Linked DNA regions of Mus musculus: region 1 is linked to region 2. A link is a contact called in public HiChIP or PLAC-seq data. All regions are on one chromosome and are shown on one strand. The core of a region is the stretch at or near the end of the contact, and the rest is flanking DNA. Distances in the headings are between cores, read along the strand shown. Region 1 has its middle 47 kb from the start of Rnf24. Region 2 holds the start of Adam33 (a disintegrin and metallopeptidase domain 33).

Region 1 (6,062 bases), core at 3,292-5,791, 330 kb before region 2:
TTCTATGCCATTGCTAACTTCCTTGACTGCCGTGACTACCTTCCAGGCTCTTCATCACCCCTACAACTGACTACGTGCACTTAATTGCCTCTGTTTAAATGGTTTCTGTTTTCCTGCCAGGACTCTGACTGACGTACTACTCTCCCCAGCATCCACACACTCAGAGTTTGCTCAGTGCTCTGTCTTTAACATTTGTACTCAACTAACATGTTTTTACTCATGACTTCCGAAGGTGGCTAGATATCTATGGTGTTCCTTCAAGGCCAAGGGTCAACAAACTACAATAAAACCTAGCTCACTGCCTATTTTGTTTAATGTTTTTCCTTTTTCTTTTTTCTTTTCTTTTGCCTTTGGAACACGGCCATACCTATTCATTTACATACTGTCTGGCTGCATTCTGTTTTAATTTTTCCTAGCAATGACTAGTAGCCATTTTTATTTCCTTGATTGTGAGTGTGTGTGTGTGTGTACACGTATGTATGTGTGTGTTCACATGCATGCACACATGTGTTGCAGATCAAACCCAGGGCATCCACATGCCATCCCTCTCCAGCTGCTTTCAAACCCAAACATGGTGGAAGGAGAGAACCAACTCCCACAAATTGTCCTCTGACCTTCACACCTTCACTGTAGAATGCGCTTAGTGAGTCATGCACACACACAGCTTTTTAATGTAATTAGAAAACCATTTTCTTAAATGTAGAATCTGAGGCTCCATTCCAGATACACCCAGTCAGTGTCTTCATGTTAACAAGAGTATTAGAAAAATGAGGTGTAGGTCTACTTGAGACGCGCTGGCTCAGGCATCAGAGAGCTGCCACCCACCTGGTTTTGGTGGCCCGTGGCCTTTGTTCATACTGTAAAAGCCCTGTAAAACACCAGAGCCCAGGCTGTTACCATTAGGGGAGGCTTTCAGCAGCTGTCCGCTAGTCCAGAGCCCTGGCAGGTCCTCAGCACAGGAGATAGCTCACTTCCTCCTCCTGGAGCTGCTGGGACAGCTCACAACAGAAACATCCGAGAGCTCTCTGCTGCCCTAAAATTCTTTCCAACGTGAGTAAAGATGTGTCTGTCCAGCTCAGGTTACTTTGGAATTGGTATTTACCTACCCATCCCCCAGGGCTTGTGGGTACCTGATACACTGGCCTAACGATAGAAATCAGGGAGGGGCAGCCATTGGAGAAAGAGTTGGGGGGAAGTTTAGCTGTTGCTTAGCTGTTGCTGCCCCTGTATCCTTGGTCCTTCTGGAAATGTTCCAGGCCACATCTGGAAATCACATCTGGAAGCCATGATGTTGCTGGACTTTTCAGAGCAGCAAAGAGGAAAGGGGTGGGGGCTGTGCTGACGTCAGTACAGACCACCCAGGAGCCTTAGCCAGAGCATTAAGCAGGAAGGCTAATTTTTCCACCATAATACTGTCCCCACTCCAACTCTGACAGAGCCAGCTACAGCCCAGCACCCAACCCTGCTGCCATATTGACCCTCTTCCACCCTAAGCTACAGGGACTCTGTTGAAGAAGACATATCCTGCCCTGTGGATCCTTCTTCTCTCCCTGACATCAGCTCTCCCCCCCAAAACCGATCCCTTCTCCTTTTTCATTCGTCCCTAGGTTCCTCCTTTGTGTAGCTAATGTCTCTTAAATTAAAAACCAAACTATAAACTCATGAAGAAATGTGTGGTCCGTAAGATTTACAAGATGCCTCCACACAGTACAAGCTTAGAATTCCTTCTGTTCTGCAGCAATCAACAAGCCTAAGAAAGAGCTAAACAATGAGCTTCCAGCCTGGAGCATCAGAGGCCTCAGGGCCCAACATCTCACCTGAACTGCCCAACTGCTGTGTTATCAGAGCCTCACATCTTCCCAGTAGTGGCTTCCAACTCACTGAGACCATCAGACAGATCTTTTGTCCAGCAGTCACTTGCTGACATCCCCAGCTCTGTTAATTGTTACAGGCCTTCAGGGATCCAGAGGCTTCAAATCCAGAGACCTGTTTTCTCCTATCCCTTAAAGCATCCCGCCACCCACCAACACCTACCAATCTTGGAATGGAGGCAAACCCCATCCCTCTCTAGTCACTACTAAGCAACTCCCAACCAGTCCTCCAATCTCTTGGACTCTTTAGTCTCCCTTCCACCGACTTCCCTTGAACCTTTGTGATAGTGACCACTTTTGCAAAAGTGACCAGTTATTCCCCTTCCTGTGTCCCCTCCCAGCATATGCCCTTTGCATTATGACTTTGTATTATCATCTCCCATTAGGGAACATCCTGGATCTAGACTCTTCCTGAGGGTTGTTTGGCTTGACAACTTGACAGAAATCTGTGTGAATTTTTACTTCCCTGGGGAATCTGTGCAGTCACTCCAAAAGTACGCCCTCAATAGCCTTCTAAGGGATGAAAAATCATGTTACTCAAGGACCCCACTGACCCAGGCAAGGATCAGCCAGATGACAACCATCTGAACCAGCCCCCAGCCAGCTGCCCATAGAGATGTGAGAGAGCTACTAAGATTGGATTACCAACCTAGACAGAGGAAGCACACAGAAGAGCCATACATCCATACATCCGTGAGATTAGATGAGTAGGGTTCTAAGCCAATAAATTCTGTAAGGCTAGGGAGGTAGACCAATTGGTTGTGTGCTTACTGCATGAGGACCTGCGTGCCTAAAATTGTGCAAATAGCTGGGTGTGGAGGCATATGCTTGTGATCACAGTACTGGGAGCTGGAGATAGACAGATGTCTGAGTCTTGCAAGCCAGCCATAGCCTGATCAGTGAGTCTGGCGTCCCAGATCCTCTATCAAAAAAACAAAGTAGGACCTGGAGTGGCACAGGCCTTTCCTCTCAGCACTCAGACGGCAGAGGCGGGTAGACCTCTGTGAGTTGAAGCCAGCCTGATCCACATAGCAAGTTCCAAGTCAGCCAAGGCTACACAGTGAAACTGTCTCAAATAAATAAATAAATAAATAAATAAATAAATAAATAAGCAAATAAAGTAAGTTATGTTTCTTAAGCACTGTAAGAAACATAAAGTATGAAATTTTCTATCATATACTATGAAACTTGTGTTTCGGACAAGGAATTCAAATCTTTTTATACCACCCCCACTTTGTAAGATTGATGCAAATGTTTTAATCACCACCCAGTAAGACCTTTGTTTACAAAATGGTTCTCTGATGTCTTCCTTGAATTTGATGGCCAAGAGCAATGACTTCTTTCTCCTTGGCAGAGTGACCCTTTCCCCCTTCCTTCATTTCTGGTGTGCCAACTAATTTCAGATTTACCAATTAAACTAAGACTATGAGGTCAGAGATCCCAGGCAATGAGGTATTTTCTCAACTGTGGTTCCTTCTTCTCTGGTGACTCTAGATTATGTTGATTAAAAACCTAGCAAACACATTTCCCAAATATAGATAGGCAGGATAACCAAGGGGCATATGTATCTCGTAAGTGTGGGGAACTCAGAGTCTGTGGGCCTCTTTTCATCAATAGGAACCAGTGGGTAAATGCTTGTTATTCAGAAAAAAAAAATCTGAACTATTTCAGAAGGCTTCATGGGGAAGGTCATGATGGCATGGAGCCCTGGACACCTGCAGCATTAGCCAACTTGGTGATCCATCTCATATGGGCTGTCTTCTCAGATTCAGTCCTTTGTCCCTCTTTCCTGCTTCCTGGTGTCACATTCGCAAAAAAAAACAAAAAACAAAAAAAAAAAACAACAAAAAAAAAACTACTTCTTCATAAATCTTATTCTCAAGCTCTTCTTCAGGAGACCTAGGCCAAGATAACAGCCAAATGTCAGAGAGGTTAAGTCATTTGCTCGAGATCACACAGCTTGGCCATATTCCGATTATACTAACAGAAAAGGTGAGAATCCATACAGAGTGATGATCACTTGACCTGACAGTCATCACTGATCACGTGCAGTCATATGACTGAAATGGAGAAAATGATGACACCATTCTCGTAAGTGGCCAAGCCAGAGAAGTCTGATTAAGTCATAATCATATGCATAGCCAATATTTGCTCAGTCAGTTGATCGATGGCTCTCCCAGCATGGCTCTGAGAACATAAACAGAATATGCATAAATAAATTGTAAGACCCAAAAAGCCTTACATCTGGGATGTCCCACTCACAGAGATGTAGAGACGGAGATGGATGCAAAAAGCAAGAGGTTTATTGACCCAGCATGCTGTGGTTGTCCTGAAATCGGGATAGAAGCGACCCAGAGTAGCTAAAGCACACACCTTTTATACATTTTTTTCCCAAGGTTTCTCTGTGTAGCCCTGGCTGTCCTGGAACTCACTCTGTAGACCAGGCTGGCTCGAACTCAGAAATCCGCCTGCCTCTGCCTCCCAAGTGCTGGGATTAAAGGCATGCGCCACCATGCCTGGCTATACATTTTTTAGAGAAGTTTTCTGTCACAGTTTAGGGCTGGCAGTTTATCATTGGTTAACCTTTAACCGCATTAAGGGGGCAGACTTAAGGACCAGAGACATTGTGTGGGCTTTCCTAAACAATCAGAGAACTATCTCTTAGTGGATAAACTTAAGGACCAGAGACATTGTGTGGGCTTTCCTAAACAATCAGAGAACTATCTCTTAGCACACCTTGCAGTGAGGCAAATTCTGGGAAAAGAACACATTTACTTAACTTTTTACAACAGTGGTCATTTGAGCTACCACAAATCTTACAAAATCAGATGAAAATTTTAGATTTATTTATTTTATGTTATATATAGGAGTGTTATACTTACATGTATGTATAGGAGTGTTATACTTACATGTATGTATAGGAGTGTTATACTTACATGTGTGTATGTGCACCTGGTGTGTGTGCCTCCCTGATGCCCACAGACGTCAGGCATCGGATCCCTGGAACTGGAGTTACAGAGAGTTGTGCAATGCCATGGGTGCTGGGGGGACCTGGGACAGCTGGAAGAGCAGTCAGTGCTCTTAGCCATAGAGCCATCTCTCCAGCCCCTCATATTTTATTTTTTAAGGATTCAAGTTATGTAGCCAGGCATGGTTGCACACACCTTTAATTACAACACTTGGGTGGCAGAGGCAAGCAGATCTCTGCGTTCAAGGCCAGCTTGGTCTACAAAGTGAGTTCCAGGATAGCCAGGGCTATACAGAGAAACCCTCTCTCAAAAAAACCAAACCAAACCAAAAAAAAAAAAAAAAAGAAGGAGGAGGAGGAGGAGGAAGAGGAGGAGGAGGAGAAGGAGAAGGAGAAGGAGAAGGAGAAGGAGAAGGAGAAGGAGAAGGAGAAGGAGAAGGAGAAGGAGAAGAAGAAGAAGAAGAAGAAGAAGAAGAAGAAGAAGAAGAAGAAGAAGAAGAAGAAGAAGAAGAGAAGAAGAAGAAGAAGTCGTTGTTGTTGTTGTTGTTGTTGTTGTTGTTAGAATATTACAACTAGGGCTCCAATCCCTTTGCCTGTGTTTCTATTTCCTTTCAGGCAAAGACCTTTTCTATGCACTTAGAGCCACACTAGGGATTGTTCTGTTTACATGAGCTCTTGCTCTAGAAGTGTCTTCTACAACATGCATTTTCCTTTATCATCTTGTCTGGGAGCTTTCTTTTACACCACTCACAGTATTCCTAGAACATGAACAGACCATATGTTAGTCACTTTTTCTTTTGGTAGGCACGCAGGCTGCTGTTAATCTAGTTTCTACAGTTCTTAACATTGACGCAATCCTGGGTTGACTTTTCAAAGCTCCAACTGACTGACACTGCCTTATCTGCGCACTTCATCCCCTGCCTGACACAGTTAACTTTGAACTCTAAGTCAAGAGTCAAAATACAGCCAGGGAAGAAGAAAGAGTGAGAGCCATCCTAGCCAGTAGGGAGGAGAGGCCAGGCTCCATGGTGGGACATGGTACGGGTCATTTACTGTCAGCTTGACACAAGCTAGCATCACCCGGGAAAGAGAAGCCTCATATGAGAAAATGCCTCTATCATATTGGCCTTTAGGCAAGTGTGTGGGACATTTTCTCAGTTAATGATTGATGTAAGAGGATCCAGGCCTCCGTGGGTGTTTCCACTCCTGAGCAGGTGGTCCTG
Region 2 (5,988 bases), core at 2,474-4,973:
CTTGTACATGGTTGAATAGAAGCACAGAAACCCAGCTCTACCAGAGGCAAGACAGGGAGAGAACAAACCAAAGATGGCAAGATGTTCCAGGATGACCGAGAGCAAAAGCCACACCTAAAGGGTGGTGGCTGCTGAGGGTTTGGGGACATGTGACTTGAATCTTTGCTCTCAAGTACTTCCAAGAGGGATGTTGGAGACTACTTGGGGTGGGGCTCATTGGGCCCAATCTTCAGTAGTCTAAAGCCCCTCAGAAATAATTACTTAGCTGTAATTCAAGCACAATATATACACATGGTAAGTGTATTAGCAAAATGGCTTTCTATGTAATATAAATAAGATAAAAAAACAAACAAACAAAAAACAAAACCAGAAATACCAGCACTTCAGAGTACCCCACTCCCAACCCCTGCCCAGTGTAGCTGCTAACTTCACTAATCAAGTTAATTTAAAAATCAAATATAATACCACAGATTTTATTTTTCCTGTGTTTCTGCTTTATACAAATGGTATCATATTTTAAACATGAGAACATTGTGAGATGACTAGCCAGTGTCTGTCTGTCTGTCTCTCTCAGATATTTATTTATTTATTTCATGTATGTAGGTACACTGTCACTGTCTTCAGACACACCAGAAGAGGACATTGGATCCCATTACAGATGGTTGTGAGCCACCATGTGGTTGCTGAGAATTGAACTCAGGACCTCTGGAAGAGTAGTCAGTGCTCTTAACCACTGGGCCATCTTTCCAGTCCTGACCAGTGTCTCTTAATGGTGAAATATTCTTCCCTTGGCCCTAGCATTTTATCCTTGGGCATTTTCTCAGGAAAAATGAAGGCGCGTGTCACCCTGAGATTTGTACTAGGATGTTCATAACAGTGCTACCCATCAGCCAGGAACTGAAAACAATAAATGCTCGGCAGCAGGGGAATGACCGAGTAGACAGAGCTACGCCCACACAGCTATGAGAGCTGTGCCTACAGCTGAGTGTGGTTCTCAGACGGTCAGTGGGAGGGGCTGGCAGCGATGGCTGCCTGTGGCAGTTACATGTCCTACCGCTCTATTAAAGGAGCTAACAAAGGCAACCTTAAGGAAGGAAACATTTATTTTGGGTCACGGTTAGTAGGCACAGTCTCAGAGTGGTTGGAAAGATGGCAGCAAGTGTCTCTAGCTGAGGGGGCAGGAGTGGGAGGCCCTGGTCACTTTGTGTCGGCGAGGAAGCAGACAGAGAGGTGGGGGTGCCGTTTGCTTCTTACTTTCCTCTTCCTACCCAGTCCAGGATGACAGAACATCAGGTATTGCCACCCACATTTGGAGTGGGTCTTCTGGTCTCTGTTAAAACTCTCTGGAAACACCCTCACTGACCTGATGTGCCCGGAACAAGGTGATTCTCAGCCCAAGCAAGTTCACAGCGAAGACCAAGGACAGGTATAGTTAAGGAATGGGATAGAAGTCAATACAACAGCCACTGGTGGGCAAAAGGGATGGGCGGGAGCCACAATGGAGATTCGAGAGCCAGGGAAGTGAGCAGGTTCACTTTGTGAAAATCTCACATTTCTGAATCTATATTTTGGAAAGAAAACTTAATTTAAAAAAATCTGCCACTTTTCCTACGCCTTGTGCTGTGTATCGACATGGGAGGATACCTTGAGGCCAGGAGACTGAGATCAGCCTGAGCAACACAATAAAACCTCATTTCTTACAAAACAGAACAAATTGGGTGTGGAGGTGCACGCCTTTAATCCCAGCACCCAGGGAGCAGAGCCAATCACCCTTGTAACCATCTCAAATTCAGACCCAGGGGCTGTCTAGCGGCAGAAGAGTCCATGGAACACTGTGACCATAGTCATACAATTGGAAACTACTTATCGACAAGAATAAATGGCCATAGGTAATAGGCAATAGGTTGGGTAAAACTCACAAATTGGGAAAATACAACCCATACTCCAGACAAGGGCCAATCGCCTTTAAACATAGAGGTCCTTTAAACTGTTAAAAGAAGGACCAACCACTCACTAGAAAAATGAGCTACACATGAATATGTTACTATATTTAAAAAAAAAAAAAACCTGTGTCTAAAACAGCAGCTTATGTAAGAAATTGGTAGTAGTGGCTTTCTGTGGGGAAGGAGTACCCAAAGGATGGAGACTAAAGGAAGACTCTCCTAAGCATTTTATACCTTCTCCCTTGTTTGCTTTGTTGTAGTGGTGGTGGTTGTTTTTGATTCTTTTTTGTTTGGTTGGTTTTGGTTTTTTTCAAGACAGTGTTTCTTTGTGGAGCCCTGGTTGTCCTGGAACTCACTCAGGCTGCCCTTGAACTCAGAGATTCTCCTGCCTCTGGGCTTAAAGGTGTACCTCACCACTGTCAGGCTTGGGTTTGTTTTTGAGACGGGGTCTTGCTGTGTAGCTCCAGCTGCCTCTGAAGTGCTAGAATTACAGACATGAACTACAGATATCTCCCAGTCTCCTCTCATTCTCCCTCCCTGCCCCCTTTGTATACACATTCACCTGTGTGTGCATGTGTGACTCACTCTGAGTTCTTCCAGTGTTACTCTCCATCAGATTTTTTGAGATAGGGTCTCTTACTGAACCTGGACCTCAAACATTTGCCTGTCTCTGTCCAGTCCAACACTTGGCTTACAAGTTTGTGCAATGGTTCTGGCTTTCTCTGATTGCTGGAGACTTGAACTCAAGAACCAACGCAGGTCCTTTACTTACTAAGCCTTCTCCTTGATGACACCCCTCACCCCACTGCCACACACCAGGTCTCCAGGCTGATCTCACACTTTTTCCATATAGGACTTTGAACTTGTCTTTTGCCTCTCTGCTGGGATACAGGTGTGTGCTGCTACACCCAATTTATGGGATGCTGGGGATGGAACTCAGGGCCCCAATCTTGTATCAACTGAGGTGCGCTCGCTCTCTCGCTCTCATTCTCTCTCTCTCTCTCTCTCTCTCTCTCTCTCTCTCTCTCTCTCTCTCCCCCCTCCTTCCCTTCCCTCTCTCTTCCATGAGACTTCTTTCTATATTGCACAGGCTAGCTATCTTGAGTGTCCTGTCTCGATCCAATTGCCTGACCTATCATACTGGTTTTCTGTTTTTGGTTTTGGTTTTTTCGAGACTGGGTTTCTCTGTGTAGCCCTGGCTGTCCTGGAACTCACTTTGTAGACCAGGCTGGCCTCGAACTCAGAAATCCGCCTGCCTCTGCCTCCCGAGTGCTGGGATTAAAGGCGTGCACCACCACGCCTTTAATCCCAGCATTTGATGTTCGAATCGTATAAATGTTTTTTCTTCTGCCGTTGGAACTTTTACATTCCATATTCTCAGAACGAAATTATTAATCATCTTATTTCAAAGTTAAATCTCTTGCTATCCGAAATCATACCAAGTGTACGAAGTGATCTTTTCAACACGAAAGCAATGTCCTTAAAATTTGGGAAAGGGTCCCTCATGCCTGGGGGTCTGTGGTATAGAACAATTCTGTCCTGGCCATCGCTGTTCCTCTGCCCTGTGCCCACCACTGCATTGCCTTTACCAGGAACCACAGACTTCAGCAACGCGGCCACCACAAGACCCCTAGGTACCCAGATGCATCTCAGCTGCAGTGGGACAGCTTCACTGCTGTGGGACACTAGGTGCAGGTAGACAGATCCTGGGTAGAAAGGAGAATCCAGATGTCACTAGGGAGACTGCGACCAGAGATGTGTGCTAGGCAGACAGAGCAGCTGTGGGGATCACTTAGCTAGTGCCTCTATTCAGCACCAGAGAGGTTCTCTAAGAACCTTCCCGGACTTTCCGCCCTCGCCTCCCTTGGCCAGCGTGGATAGGATTGTTGCAGATAACGCCAGGGAGGGTCATCCTGGCTCCCGCAGCGCGGACTCCTGTTTTGCGGGCCAGGGTAGGGCCACACTCCTGCGCTCCTGTGAGGTGGCGCGAGGCCCGCTGAGGGCGGGAGGAGGCGGCCCCCTCTAGCCGGGGTGGAGCCAACAGCACAGCAAGAGTGAGAGGGAAAGGCACTCCCAGCCATGGGCTCGAGGTGCGGGAGACCCGGGGGGTCTCCGGTGCTGCTATTGCTGCCGCTGTTGCTGCCCTCGTGTCCGCTGCGGAGCGCTCGGATGTTTCCAGGTGAGGATACAGGCGGCGGGGGGGGGGGGGGGGGGGGGCGGCTCTAGGGCAGGGTGAAGTGGTGGTGGTCATGGGTTCCAGTGCAACTACAGAACATAGAGTTCCCGACCCTCGGCTACCTGGCCAGGACAGGATGTGGGAAGGGTCTGTGCTCCTGGTAAGGGTTGGCCCTGGAGCAGACTTGCCCACACTTACTTAGCAAAGCAAATAGGCAACACTACCCTTTCCTCAGTGCTGCCCAGCTCTGTCCGGAAGCTTCTGCACTTCCAAACTGCCAGGCCAGAGTGTCTCCCTGCTCCTGGAAGGACCTGGGGTCCTTGGAGTCCTGGTCTGCCCACAGGCCTAGCTGTCTCATTCGGCTCGTCCTCTTCTCATGCTGGGTCTGGGCAGTGTGTATGGTGTTTATACAGTTGCCTTATGTGGCAGTTCTTCAAACAGGGGTGTCTGCCTAGCCGTGCCTGGGGCTACCACTTTCTCTTCCTACTGTAACCTCTCCTTACTCCGGGACGACAGGGCTCTTAGCATCTCCAAGCCTGTAGGGTGAATCTCCAAACTCCACATAGCAAGCACTAGGCTGGCCAGAAGGCAGAAGGACCACCGGGGAGGAGGCAGTAAGGGCTGAGGGCTGGATATTGGGCAGTCTGGAAACCACCCCATATCTGTTGACTGCTGCTTCCGTAAGGCTTCTGAGGGGGCTGACTGACAGCTGTATTGCCTTTAGCCTGCGGATAGTTAATGGTGAGGAGAGAGAGCCTCTGTGTTTCCTAATGCAGACTGGCTTCCTCAGTTTCCACTTTAGTCCACCGGACTCCTAGCTTGCCTCCTTCCTTGTCTTGCAGGGCTGCACAGAGAACACTCACACCTGAATCCTTATCCTGCACCCTTGGTAATCCGAGGCCAGCAAGACTTGGTTCTCCATACTCAGTTAAGCCTTCTCTTGGCGGAGAGATCTTTAACCTCCAGGAAGGCTTCTCTGTCCTTCCTTCTCCTCCTCTCCCTTCTCTCTCTTCAGCCTCCATTCCAAAGCCACACTTGCACATCCCCACTTGCACATGGCTCACTAATTACGAAGCACATGTGACTTTAAGGACGAGGTTCCTGGAGCTGCTGCTATTTCAGATTTTGAAAATGTATATGAGCGTTTTGCCTGCACATGCATCTGTGTACCGCGGAGGTACCAGGAAAACCTGGGGGCCGGAAGAGAGAGGCGGATCCCCTGGAGCTGGGGTTACAGATAGTTATGAGGCACCATGTGGGTGCTGAGAACTGAACCCGGTCCTCAGGAAGAACAGCGAGTGCTCTCAATCCCCGATCCACCTCTCCAGCTCCCATTCCAGAATCTTGATGTCTGGGATCTAGGGAGGCGGTGGAACAAGGAGCTGGGATGACCCAGGAAGGGCTGAGCCAACAGAGCTCTCCACTCAGGCAAGGCCAGAGCTGGAGTGGCTGGGGTTTCTATGTTTTTTTCCTTTTTTTTTCTGTAACCTGTGCCAACTGGAAGATGCAGCGGCAGAGGGATAAGTGGGCTTGCTGCTATCTCTGCAGGAGCTTGGCTCCTGCAGGATAGGTCCTGTGAGTGTTTCTGGGACCAGATAGGAGAGGGGAGGTAGGAACATTCCTGAAGAACATTCCAACACCGTCTGAGTAATGCTTGGCTCCGATTCTCTTCCTGGAGCCCCTTGGAAACGCCTGGCCCAGGATCACTGAGCCTCTGAACCCTAGCTCCTTCAGGTTCTGGGCCAGGTCCGTCAGAGTCCCAACACCAGCATCAACCCTAATGGGAGTCAGGAGCTGTGGGACAGACATTTGGTGGCTGTCTTACTCAGATGGCAAAGGAGGCCTCCAAACACCTCCCTCACCATAAAG

Evidence for each region. HiChIP or PLAC-seq counts read pairs in DNA pulled down with a chosen protein or histone mark.
Region 1: a contact with region 2 is called in an H3K27ac HiChIP or PLAC-seq map of extraembryonic endoderm stem cells, with 4 times the contacts expected there. The contact joins the enhancer-like site here to the promoter of Adam33 in region 2. A contact is called at or near these places in 3 of 39 promoter capture datasets (the HPC-7 cell line, cranial neural crest and second pharyngeal arch cranial neural crest), 1 of 15 datasets of contacts at CTCF or cohesin (large pre-B cells), 2 of 484 Hi-C or Micro-C datasets (embryonic stem cells and nephron progenitors), 14 of 115 datasets of contacts at active chromatin or transcription factors (bone marrow-derived macrophages, cardiomyocytes, differentiating embryonic stem cells and 7 more) and 3 of 9 other capture datasets (adipose tissue, embryonic stem cells and liver).

The regions. Positions count from the first base shown.
Region 1 is chr2:131,397,205-131,403,266 of GRCm38.p6, reverse strand. No RefSeq gene overlaps it. Among named protein-coding and RNA genes, the nearest start is that of Rnf24, 47 kb to the right of the region's middle. Within about 2 kb of position 4,541, at least 3 of the 459 cell types and tissues checked have an H3K27ac peak or open chromatin away from gene starts, as enhancers often do. A contact at or near this core is called in extraembryonic endoderm stem cells, where this site is marked.
Region 2 is chr2:131,061,549-131,067,536 of GRCm38.p6, reverse strand. It overlaps Adam33 (a disintegrin and metallopeptidase domain 33), which reads left to right and starts at 3,723. Exons shown (of 21, transcript NM_033615.3): 1 at 3,723-4,122. The coding sequence starts at 4,023.